2 separate regions of the Mus musculus genome follow, and region 2 is linked to region 1. A link is a contact called in public ChIA-PET data. All regions are on one chromosome and are shown on one strand. Each heading gives the region's core, a stretch centred on a gene start, on an enhancer-like site or on the middle of the called end of the contact. The rest is flanking DNA. Distances are from core to core; before and after follow the strand shown. Region 1 overlaps Tnrc6b (trinucleotide repeat containing 6b). Region 2 overlaps Tnrc6b (trinucleotide repeat containing 6b).

What was found. ChIA-PET counts read pairs in DNA pulled down with a chosen protein or histone mark.
Region 2: an RNA polymerase II ChIA-PET map of effector CD8 T cells shows a contact between it and region 1, with 49 read pairs. The contact joins two enhancer-like sites. A contact is called at or near these places in 1 of 39 promoter capture datasets (fetal liver), 2 of 15 datasets of contacts at CTCF or cohesin (CD8 T cells and pro-B cells), 7 of 484 Hi-C or Micro-C datasets (CD8 T cells, the G1E-ER4 cell line, memory CD8 T cells and 3 more), 7 of 115 datasets of contacts at active chromatin or transcription factors (CD8 T cells, the HPC-7 cell line, effector CD8 T cells and 4 more) and 3 of 9 other capture datasets (adipose tissue, liver and pancreatic islet).

The regions. Positions count from the first base shown.
Region 1 is chr15:80,813,260-80,816,532 of GRCm38.p6, forward strand. All of the region lies in intron 4 of Tnrc6b (trinucleotide repeat containing 6b), which reads left to right. Among named protein-coding and RNA genes, the nearest start is that of Tnrc6b, 100 kb to the left of the region's middle. Within about 2 kb of position 1,737, at least 111 of the 459 cell types and tissues checked have an H3K27ac peak or open chromatin away from gene starts, as enhancers often do. A contact at or near this core is called in CD8 T cells, the G1E-ER4 cell line, adipose tissue and 5 more, where this site is marked.
Region 2 is chr15:80,741,411-80,744,683 of GRCm38.p6, forward strand. All of the region lies in intron 1 of Tnrc6b (trinucleotide repeat containing 6b), which reads left to right. Among named protein-coding and RNA genes, the nearest start is that of Tnrc6b, 32 kb to the left of the region's middle. Within about 2 kb of position 1,656, at least 108 of the 459 cell types and tissues checked have an H3K27ac peak or open chromatin away from gene starts, as enhancers often do. A contact at or near this core is called in CD8 T cells, the G1E-ER4 cell line, adipose tissue and 5 more, where this site is marked.

The sequences.
Region 1 (3,273 bases), core at 487-2,986:
AAGGAGTGGCAAGTAGATTGTTAAGTCATATTACAGACATTTCTTTCTTTTTGTTTGTTTCATTTATTTTGTTTGCATGTGTGCACACAGGCAAACATATATGTCTGCCATGGCATGCATGTGGGGTCAGGGGACAACTTACAGGAGTCAATTCTAGGGATCCAACTCAGTTGGTGAGGCTTTACAGCATGTGCCTTTCCTGCTGGACTGTTTCACCAACTCAAGTTTTTATTTTTGGGACATGGTCCGTATCCCAGGCAGGGCTCCCGATTTCTTTCAGTCTCAGCTTCCTGAGTGCTAGGATTAAACACTATATCTTATGTATGGTTTAGCTGGCCTGCTTGTCAGCCTTTATGAGTTATGGATAATGGCATGGCAAAATTTCTAACATACTACGTTTTAATTTTAATTTTCACCTTCTACTGTTGTATTTTAAATGACAAAGTTTTTAATTCTGGCAACTGGACATCAATTGTCGCTGTATCCCTCTGAAAGATAAAATGTTTCTTGTATTCACTCTACTCCAGTAACTGAGGCCCTAGCTAGCAGCTCACTGGCCTACTCTGCTATGCTGACCCTATCAGCACTTGGGGGGAGGGGGTCCTTCTCAGCTACCCTAAACTTACAATCCTTCTGCCTGGCCCTTTCCAGGACTTAGGCATAAATGAGCTTCTGAAGTCAGGGCTGTTGTATGTGCAGTTGGCCCAGAGTTGGGCCAGTCACAGTGCTGGGTACCTCAGCTTTTTTCTAAGGTACTGACTGGGGCAGTGATACCTTCCTCAGGAAGTTGCTCTAGGGGTTGTCTGAGTTTGTTTTGAAGTGTTTAGCATATTGTTGGCTCTCAGTTTTTGTTTATTAGTGTTTCAGGATAGTGTTGTTGGATAGCATTGGCTATCTGGAAGAGTTGTTTAGGTTTTCTCCCTGTTCCCATTTATTTTTGAGATAGTATCTTACTTAACACTACAGATCAGGCTCCCTAGCTGGAATTTGTGAGTGACTCTCCTACCTCAGTCTCCTGAGTGCTCAGATTACAAGCATATACCACCTCAGCCAGCTAGAGCTGTGTCTTGATGTGTTTTATAATTAAAGAACAAACAACAATAACAACAACAAAAAACCCTGGATTTTGCCAGATGGTGGCACACACCTTTAATTCTAGCACTTGGGAGGCAGAGGCAGGTGGATTTCTGAGTTCAAGGACAGCCTGTTCTACAGAGCGAGGTACAGGACAGCCAGGACTACACATATGTGTAGAGCATATGTGGCCCTACTTAGCCCTGTCTCAAAAACACACACATAAAAACTGGGTTTTAAAGAAAGCAGGGGTGTGTGTGTGTGTGTGTGTGTGTGTGTGTGTGTGTGTGTTTAGCTTGCTTGAACTGACATCCATCTGAGGAAGTGGAGAGATTATGGATGGACAAGTCACAGAGCAAGAGGAGTGACTGGGCAGCAACTAGAAACATGAAAAGACTGTTTTCTAGAGGCTCTTGTGACGTGAAGTCTGCCTGGGAGAGTGAGGACAGGGGTGTGGTGTACATACTCCAGGCCCGGGAAGAGTCAAGCCGGGATCTGGGGAAAGAGGTGTACATTAAATTAAGCTTTGGGACATGGTCTACATTTGCTAGATGGTTAGTGTAACCTAAGGAGACAAAGGAAGGGGCTGGAGCTAGAGCAAGCTTGGGAGCTTTCAGTTTATGCGAGACAGATGAGAACAGGAAAAGGGCTGGTGCAAGAGAAGCCCACACAGGAAGTTGGGAAGCGCTAGGCCAAGGTAAGCCCTCTATTGCCGAGTGCCTGTCTATCACATCACCTTCTCATCTCTTCCTGCCATTACTTTGAGTAGGCTCAGAACCAGAACTTGTTCTGTTAACTAGTACCTACACAGCTTCCGATACCCAGTTAGTTCTCAGTGTTGTTGAGTGGGTAAGCGAGTTTATTGAGTATTGTATGTATGCAAGGAGCTTTGCTAGTATCTAGGGATAAAGCTGTGAGCAAAAATGGAGTTTTAAAAACCCCTGCCCTTGTTAGACTTTTATTCTCCTGAATGAGAATGCTGTCATTAAAAAGTGGACAGGGCTGAAGGCATCATCCATAAACTGAGCCTGTATCCCAAAAGGCACTTGTTAAAGTTACTAACTTGGAGCTGGAGAGATGACCCAGCGATTAAGAAGGCTTATTACTCTTCCAGAAGGCCGGAGTTCAGTTCTTAGCACTCCATATTGTATAGTTCACAACCACCTGTAACTCCAGCAAATCCAATACATTACTTCTTCTGGTCAGTCTCTCCCCTCTCCCTCCCCCTCCCCCTCCCCCTCCCTCTCTTTCAATTTGGAACCTGGGAAAGATTACTGGGGGGAGGGGGAGTGTTCCCCCATTCACTTGTAGCTTATCTTTTTGCTACTTTGTGGGTCGTTTCTTTTAACCTTTTCCACCCCCTTTCTTCAACCATTTCAACCCCTAACACTAGACTAGAGAGGAAAGGAAAGAGATCCTATAATAGCCTCAGGGGTCAGAAAGAGGGTGATGTTATCACTAAACTATTTCCTGTTAGTTAAGGGCACCGAGTTCCTTGGGGCAAGTTTGATCTTTGCAGTCAGGATATCTAATTTTTTCTTCTTCTGTTCTTTCTTCTTTACTCACAACTACTTAACAAACTGCAACAAACCAACAACCCAACAACCTCTCAGGGTCCTAGCATTTATATACCCTCTAAAAAGTCCCCAGTATTCCAAATGTCACATAATCACAGAAACTATCTGCAGCTGGCAAAATTACACTCCTGCTAGAGCATGAGGCAAATCATAGTCAGCTGCTATGGGCAATTTGAAGCAGCCCCATATCCCATACCTAGAATTAAACGAAAAACATATTTCTATAATATTTCTGTGTCTTTTAAAGAAACCAAAATTCTCACTACATTCACTGGCTCTGTTAAATAGGAGGTGGAGTGTTAAATAGAAAAAGGGAGGCAGAGGAAGACGATATTTAAGAGTAGCCCCTCTCCCTGCCAGAGCCCTGTTGAGAAGCGGGCAGGCTCTACTGGTAATTGCTGTGGACATGTAGGGTTCTCTGCTGGTGTGTCAAGGTGAAAGACAGTTGGGGTTATCTGAGTCCCAGTGAAGATCTGCTTGAGAAGATCTGCATAGGATAAGTGGGGTTGGGATGTGGGCATGTTCATGGGTGCTTAGGCCAAGTTTGGAATAAACTAAAAACCAGTATAGGAAACAGCCTGAAAGAAAAAGAAAACTAGGTTGCCCGAGGTAGAACTTCATA
Region 2 (3,273 bases), core at 406-2,905, 72 kb before region 1:
CAGAGATCTGCCTGCTTTACTCGTGAGTGCTGGAATCAAAGGTGTAGACCACACACATGGCCTTGTTGTTGGTATCTTTTAATAAACTAATAAATTTATAATAATTCATACTTTTAAATGTTTGGTATGATATGTCTTGGTAATTTTAATAACATAAAATCACTTTGGAGTCCTCTAATTTTTGGAATGAAGTGAGATCCTCCGATGAATAGGTTTGAGAACTACGTTTTAAATTCTATCATTTTCAGTTGGAATCAGTTTTTCTTTCTGACGGTGTCATAGGTTGCCCCTCCACTTTCTGTACGTTCTGTGAACTTCTGTGTGATGTGAGTGGCAGGCTGTGTATTTGGTGAGATTTTTTTTCATGGTTATTTGCCTCGTTATCATCCATATCAATGTCCAGTTCACTGGTTTATCTCAGAGGCAGTGTACATTTAACAACTTGCCAACAATTGGGCACGGTGGCATATACCCATAATCCAGGTACTCCAGAGTCTGAGACAGGAGGATCACAATGAGTTAGAGGCCAATATGGGCTATGTGAGACCTGCCTCTCAAAAAACAAAAAACAAAACCAAGGGAACAGGATGTAGCCCAGCTGGTAGATTGCTTACATATCCTGAACAAAGTGCACACACAGAGCCTTGTATGATGTGGCTCTTGCTGTAATCTCAGCATTGGAAAGCAAATGACAAGAGAATGATGTGACTTTGAAGGTCAGCCTGGTGCATGCAGCAAACCTTGCCTCAAGGAACTCAAATAAACAGAATTAATGATGAGGGTGAGCACAGTTGCTTGTGTTTAGGTTGTCAGAAGGCAGTCCTGTTTTCTCAAGCCCTTTGCTTAAGAATTGACCAACTGTCCTGGAGGTAGCCTAGAACACATACAATTGAACAAACAGGCTTAGTAGCCCAAGGTGGGATACCTGTTTTTCTCATCATTCCTGCTTGAGACTGTCCCCTACACCAAGCAGTCTTTCCGGATTTTCCCAGATAGTAGAGTAAAACTGAGGTTTTAAAGCCAGAGTTTTATAGCCAGGTGTGGGAGGCAGAGGCAGGTGGATCTTTGTGGGTCTAGAACAGCTTGTTTTACATAGCAGGTTCTAGGCTTCTTCTGTACCAGTCCCAAGGTGCCCTCTACTACTGTAAGTTCCATGGGGATAGCATGCTGCCCTGATATACTATAGGGGTTTTTTTTGTTTTTTTTGTTTTTTGTTTGTTTGTTTTTAAAGAGATGTGTGAGTAGAATCCTTACATGAGTTAAGTCAGAATATTGTATTGAGTTGAGTTTATTTTTCCTTAAAAATGTGTGTCGATCACATAAGGATTTATTGAGAATGTCTCTTGGGCAGACTCTGTATTTAATAATACTAATGAAGTATTAAGTGATCCCTCTGATGCAGACTCTCTTAGTTACTGTCCTATTGCTGTGAAGAGACACCAACCACAACCAAGGCTGACAAAATAAAGCATTTAGGTGGGGCTTGCTTACAGATTCAGAAGTTTGTCCCATTGTCATCATGTCAAGGAGCATGGTGGCACACAGGCAGACGTGGTGCTGGAAAAGTAACTGAGAGGTCTACCTACATCCTGATCTAGAGGCATGGACCTGACTGCGACCTTTGAAACTTCAAAGCCCGCCTGTCTCCAGGTGACACATCTACAAGGCCACACCTTCTAATCTTTCTCAAGCAATGCCACTCCCTGATGACTAAGCATTCAGATCTATGAGCCTATGGGGACATTCTTATTGAAAGTGTAACACATGCCAGACCTCAGAGAGCTTATAAGCAGTAGTCCACACAGAAGGAAGCCTGGGGAGGAGTGCATGTACAGTTTACTAGCTCAGAAGGAGGACACATTGAGATTGCCTGTGAGGTAAGATGGTGTCAGGGATTTCACAGAAAAGATTGCCTAACCTGCGTCTGTCTTCAAGTTGAGAAGTTTGGCCTGTGGGTACTTCTAAGAGGAAATAGCTTGCACAAAGGCACATGAAACCACTGTGGGTGCTCTAGGGAAATTGAATACAGTGTAGCTTTGTAAGATAAAACAGGAGAACTCAGCAGGTACTAGGCCAGGTATAGCATGGAGTAGAGATTATATTTTCTTACTCAAGAGTTTGTACTTTCTAAATATCATTCTTATGTTAAAGGTAGTGGGTATTGAGGCTAAGAAAACCAAATTCTAAAAACTAGTGAAACTAGTTAAAATGGATGAAGTCAAAGTCGGTGGCAGCAGACATATGTAAGAAGAACACACTGATTAGAATTGATAGGCTTTGGTGCTAGGAAGGAGCTGATGATGTCAGATTTCTGATCTGAGGGGGTGATGTTGTTTCGGATGAGGTAGAGGGGAAACACCTGTTGGGGACAGGATGTTTGAGTTGTAGTTGCACTGAGTCTTAGGCACCGGTGGCACAGGAGGTAGCAAAGGCTGTTGGCGTAGGCAGCAATGCATCTGATTCTGGCTGGTAAGAACGCTCAGCACTGGCTTTGGGGATCGTCAGCACAGAGGTGGTAGTTACATTTGTGAACAAAAGATAGGGACATTGGAACTACAAATGCAAGCTGCGTTAGGAAGTTGAGGCAGGAAGACCACAAATTCAAGGCCAGCCTAGATTATATAGTGACACCCTCACTCAAATTAAAAGAAAAAAACTTCCAGGACAGCCAGGGCTACACAGAAAAACTCTTGTTTCGGAAAACAAAAACAAAAATGAAGTCCTGGGTTCAGTCCCCAGCAACTGGGAGGTTAGAAGCAAGAGGATCAGAAACTGAAGGTCCCTGATGGAGAGCAGGCCAGACTGAGTCATGCGAAACCCTATCTCAGAAAATAAACCAAGCAAATATGTAGTTACAGAAATGTGTGCTGTTGCCTTTTGCTGTTGTTTTGGTGGTTTTATTTGGCTGTTTTTTGTTTGTTGCTTGTACAATGTTGGAGTATAGTATATTCCTTAACAGTCTGCATTCCAAGATGATACTAGAGAAATGCTGGTGACAGCAGGGAGAACTAAGGAGGGTCGTGAGGGAAGAGACTGAGTGATCAAGGGCTTTTTTTCTGTGCTGCTTGAATTTTTAAACTGAGAATTAAAATGAATCACACTGAATAGTTAAGTTTGAAAATTAAAACCCTGTCACATCAGAGGTGATACTAGAAAAGTAAGTGTCATTTGTTGAATATATATGCCTTTCAGCTTGCCATATTCTCTAGGAAACACTTAGCTGTAATTACATTGTGTGAGTTTCGTTAAATACTTGACTGTAGTCTATTTCAG